Linked DNA regions of Drosophila melanogaster: region 1 is linked to region 2. The links are chromatin contacts, called in public Hi-C maps. All regions are on one chromosome and are shown on one strand. The core of a region is the stretch at or near the end of the contact, and the rest is flanking DNA. Distances in the headings are between cores, read along the strand shown. Region 1 holds the start of nes (nessy). Region 2 holds the start of CNPYb (Canopy b).

The links. A called contact is a pair of places that touch in the nucleus more often than the background predicts.
Region 1: a Hi-C map of the Kc167 cell line shows a contact between it and region 2, with 5 times the contacts expected there. A contact is called at or near these places in 22 of 107 Hi-C or Micro-C datasets (the Clone 8 cell line, the D17-c3 cell line, the Kc167 cell line and 10 more) and 4 of 7 datasets of targeted methods (the Kc167 cell line and the S2 cell line).

What each region holds. Positions count from the first base shown.
Region 1 is chr3L:19,259,372-19,262,071 of dm6, forward strand. It overlaps nes (nessy), which reads right to left and starts at 1,308. Exons shown (of 4, transcript NM_079433.3): 1 at 1,162-1,308; 2 at 744-859; 3 at 1-197. The coding sequence starts at 852. Bet1 (Blocked early in transport 1) reads left to right here and starts at 2,023. Exons shown (of 2, transcript NM_168789.5): 1 at 2,023-2,284; 2 at 2,342-2,700. The coding sequence starts at 2,379. It also overlaps asRNA:CR45210.
Region 2 is chr3L:19,094,894-19,097,593 of dm6, forward strand. It overlaps CNPYb (Canopy b), which reads right to left and starts at 1,324. Exons shown (of 1, transcript NM_140832.4): 1 at 1-1,324. The coding sequence starts at 1,249. The coding sequence ends at 584. It overlaps Naxd (NAD(P)HX dehydratase), which reads right to left. Exons shown (of 2, transcript NM_140833.3): 1 at 2,413-2,700; 2 at 1,506-2,334. The coding sequence ends at 1,759.

The DNA of each region.
Region 1 (2,700 bases), core at 58-2,557, 160 kb after region 2:
CAGAAATATCTGCGTCTTCTTTCGCAGGAGGAGTACCAGGAAATAGGTGGTTAGGATGGCTATCAGTGAGTGATATGTGTCGAGCCCATAGTTAAAGTAACACAATCCAGCGCCGCATCCAGCAAAGAACATGTGATGCACTGTTTTATCGGCAATAACAGAAATAAATTTTTGATATAATGCTGCCACCGGATAACCTGAAACAAATTATATACATTAGTTGGATTGATTTAGCAATACAAAGTTTAAATCATGTAGTAAACATTTTCAACTAATTTGGAAGCTTCAACGATTCTTTCACGTTTAGTTAACGTTTTTGCATAGCCTGACTGTAATCAAATTCCTATCTAATAGGAATGAGTCACATTTTTATGGAATTTTGGGAGTCATGGTAAAATTTTAAAGGGGTTTGTAATTTATTTAGGAACATTGTTAAGCATTAAATCTTATTGTTACTAAGCAGTTTGTGAAAAAGTTCATTTAACGATACATTTCAATTAAAACCATGCAAGTTGTATATGACCACTGACAAAAAAAAAATCAAAAATAACACAGTCTTCAATGATAGGTACATAATTTATAAACACCTGTGCAAACATATGTATAACGTATATGTGCAATGAATTTGCGTGATATGCGGATATAAATATCCGGAGAAAATATCTTAACTTAATCACTTGACTTTAAGATACTTCGAGTATTCAGTGTCCCTACCAAAAAGCACTGCTGCTGGGGCATCTTACCTGCCAGAATGGTGAGTAGCAGCCGGAGTGCCTCCACGGGAACGCCCACTCCCGAGGCGATCCCGTCCATCAGGCCATTGTGGGGCAAGTCCTCCTCGAATTCCGCCATGCTAAATCTAGAAGAGAAAAGAGTTGCAGTGCTATCAGTGAACTCTACTCGCGTGATTCGGATTCGCTGGGTTATTGCGCTCCAGTCCTTATCACGCCGTAATTGTTGCTGTTGTCATTGGCGCATATTACGCAAACTGATTGTTTTTTGATCATCAAAGGAGTGCGTCAAGGGGCAAGGGGGAGGCTGATTAAGAAAAGAGGAAGAGCAACAGCAACAACAAACGAGTGCACTTGGTCAGGGTCAATGAAAATTCAAATGCAAAGGTCGCATTATCTCGGCGAACCAGTGAACTCGATAATGACGCACTTGCCACCGCACGAACTTGAATATTTTATGCTTATTGATTTCACGGCCAGTTGATGAAAGCGAGCGGGAGCAACAAAATCGAGAGCGGCATGCCAAATTATGGCCAAAATTACCTAAAGTTAAGTTACTAACACTGGAGCAGTGTGGCCGTAGGCGAGAGCACGGAAATTACCCGACTCTAACAGTAATAGGCACACGGATTAACCCACTGTTTCTAACATTTAAAAGTAGTACTTAGGATCCACATATAACCATATATGTTTTTACTATCTACTAAAAACATGCTTTATTTATATTTGATTAAATTTGTTTGCATATTAAAACGAACTGCTAATAACAGTATTTTATGCATTGTTATTAAATAATTCTTTGACATATTTTACATATGTCCCATATTTTTATGAATATATTTTATTTATTTTATTTGAAATAATTACAAATAATGTTTGAATTGCCTAATTACTATTTAATTAATATTAAACTAATATTGTTTTTGCATTATATATAATAAACTAATAATTCTTACACATAATATGTGTAATAATAACTGTACGTACCATATTTTAATGAACACCTAAATATAATACAAATTTTTTTTTAGCGGCGATGGTGAAACTGTGGAATTTTGAACATGGGGACGATTTTTATTTATTTATTTTTTAGTTATTTGGAGGTGAATTTTTGCCGACCGCCGACTGTCTCGTTGTCTGTCCCGATTTCCCTAATCAAATTTTTATGAAATCTTAAAACAATATATATATATATATATAGTAAGTTTTGGAAACTTATAGAAAGAACTTACGATATTAAAAGCGTATTGGCAAGCAATGGGTTAATTGAAAATCGTAATCTCTGCCACACGCATTGCTACGGAATAATTTTGCTACTCCGCTTTGGTCACACTGCTCGGCGACTAAAAATTGAATTGCATGAGAATTTAAAAAGTTTCGTTTAATAAGTAGAGGCATTAGTCAACCGATTCTGGAAATCACAACACGAGGTCAAGGGTCAATGCACAGTCAACCACAAAGGTTGAGCCAAGAAGCGTATATCCCAACAGCTGTTCTGCCGCTGGGTGAGATTACATGTTTACGTTTACGTGTCACTTCGAAAACTGAGATTTGTGAGCATTGTATTAATTTATAATTAATTAATTTCGTTAAATTCACCCGATCCGCAGCAATCCGGATGCCAAACTGGCACACTCGGGGAGCAGTATGCGCCGCAACAACTACCCGTACCAGCCCCTAAACCAGCACCCTTCAGGGCCCCATCCTGCGAGCCACGACGCCTTGGAGGCGGAAAACGAGCAGGCGGCGGAGGAGTTGAAGCAGAAGATCGGGGCCCTGAAGTCCCTCACCATCGATATAGGCAATGAGGTGCGCTACCAGGACAAGCTGCTGCGCGGCATCGACGACGACATGGACCGGACGAGTGGATTTCTGGGCAACGCGATGACGCGGGTGGTGCGACTGGCCAAACAGGGCGGTGGTGCTCGCCAAATGTGCTACATGTTCCTCTTCATCCTCGTCGTGTTCT
Region 2 (2,700 bases), core at 74-2,573:
ACAGATAATCTATATTTAATCGTAAATACTAAATGTTAGTTATAAAATGTACATGTATTTAAGGATAACTCTCTTCCATTCAGTGCCGTAGGTTCCTAGAAAATGCGCAAAATCTCATTTATTGACATGGACATGGCATGAACACCTGAATTTCTGGCTGGGGGTTATGACTGGCCACCTCATTGAGGGCAGTCAACTTTTAATTGTCGACCCCAATTCGTGGCCGAAATCAATAAGCCAATGGCCCCAGGCGAAACTTTCAGTAGCATTCTGTGGCTCAGTCGTTGTGGAAGTTATACAGATTAGCTTGAGAGACATAGTGAGTTCACTTAAGCTAATTAAACACTTTTCGCTTTGTTCTATAGGTGGTAAAACTTAAAATGATTTCCATTTCGAAAAAAAGTAAGATCATTGGAATTTAAGTAACTACTACATTTAGTTTGTCAATGCTTGAGTTCATTCAAAAACTAAAATTTGTGTTACTTTTAAAAATTGCATCGACAACAGCTGCACTACATCTACATTTTTCGACATGGAATTACAATATGGTAGGGATTCCTAGGATATACTTGGATTATTTGGCTCACAGCTCCTCCTTGTCGCCCTTGGCTTTTTCCCTTTTGGCCTTTTTAGCCTCCGGAGGAGCAAGCTGCTCCTTGAGGCATTCCCTTTCGGCCTTTTTCTTGAGCACATGGTCCTCGCAGAGATGCTTCTTCAGTGACTTCTCATCCTGGTGCTTAAAGTACCATTCGCTGATGGTTTCCTCGTACTCCTCCAGTAGGTTTTCGCACTGGGTCTTCATTTGGGTGACCTCCACCGGGGGCTTGTCCCACAGCTCGTAGGGTATTCCCAGATCCACCTTGACGCCCTTGTCCACAAGGCCATGGAGCGTCTGGAAGGTCTGGGACATACCTTTGGCGAATCTCGTGCTGTCAGAGCGTTCCTTGTGCAGATTGTACTCCAACACTCGCTCGCACACGTTCTCCAGGGACTCGAGCAGTCGCAGTTCGCTGCGCCGGTATTCAGTGCGCTTCTTGGGCTTCACATCGTCAACGGAGTATCCGATTTCGATGACGTCGTGCGACTTGCCGGTCTCTCCAAGTCGAGCTTCCAATTCGGTGGCCAGGATTTTGCAGGCTTCGCAGCGGTTTGCGTAGCGAACGCCTTGCTCCTCCTCGGGCGAATCAGCTCCGGCTAACTGCAGGACGACCCAGAGTGTTACAAAGCCAGGCAGTCTTTTGAGGAGCATTTTCACTGCTTGATAAATTCCAAAAAAACAATAATAAACCTGACGTGGAAATGCCGCTCGCGAGAAGACCAGTGCTGCAAAACACCAACAACCGAACGGAACCGACGACTTAGCTTTTTCCCGCCAATACCTTTAAAATAATCTATATCAAATCTATTTTCTTTTTTATGATTTATTATCCTACATACATTTAAAAAAAACTTTTATTTTATTTTATTTGTTTATTAAAACAGAAGTCATGCTTAAACGGTTTATTAAAATTGAATCAATATGGTTTTATTATGAATGCCGAAACATTTTATCTGTAACAAGATGCAGCTTTCAAATTAACGAACCAGATGTTCTTACGTTGTTTAAATGCAATTAAAAAATTCCCATAACATTTCTATCCATTCCAATATGTTCTCTGTTAAAGACATTAAAAATCCCACGATAATTGAAAATTCGGTTAATGGTCGCCTTGTTTTAAAAAACAAACAGCTGGAATTAGTTCAAAGTCCAGTAAATGACTATTGAGGATCGCTGTTTTCGAACTCGGTCTGAAATACGCTGGGTATTTGATTGACCATGTCACTGGCCAGTAGGCTGCGGCCAAACTTTTGAAATGCAGCCGCGTTTAACTTTTTCACAAAGTAACTAGAGGCACATGCAGCTACCAGGGCGGGATTGGGTTCACCCGACTGCAGTGACCACGAGAAGAAGGTGGCCAAAGATCCGGAGAGCAGGTCACCTTGTCCACCGCACCTGCGACCGGAACCGCCGCTAGGCATTGAGTGAACTTCGTTGCAGTGAGGGAGATAGATCTTGTCGTTGGCGCCCTTCTCCAGGACAGTTACTCCGGCTCCCAGGAGGGACATTTTCTGGCGCGCCGCCTGGTCATCCTCGCCAAACAGTCTCTGGAACTCCATGACATTTGGCGTGAGTATGACATTCGGCTGTCCACAGATCAGATTCAGATTGTCGTTGAGCAGAAACAGTCCATCGGCGTCTATGACAACTGGTTTCTTGGTGTCCATGCACAGCTTGAGTACGTTGGATGCCGTCTTCAGGATGCCCGGCTCCCGACCCAGTCCAGGTCCAATAACCTTAACGATTCTAAATTTAGCATTTAATTGTATAAATGTAGCATATACGTATGTAGGTGGGGGGGGGGGGCTACTCACAACGACGTGAAGTCGCTCTAACCAGGGCGCTATTCTCTCCACTGCATCCACACAGTCTAGCACTGGATGCACGATAAGATCGGGACTGTAGGACTTGATAATGGCCGACGCATTTGAATGGCAGAACACATGCGCCAGGTCAGCGCCCACTCTTATCGAGGAAATGGCCGCGAAGTACGGCGCTCCGGTGTACTCCAGGGACCCACCGATCACTCCAATGCGTCCGTACTGTCCCTTGTGCTTGTTGTTCACCAGCTTGGGCACCACCGTCTTGAACAGAGCCAGCAG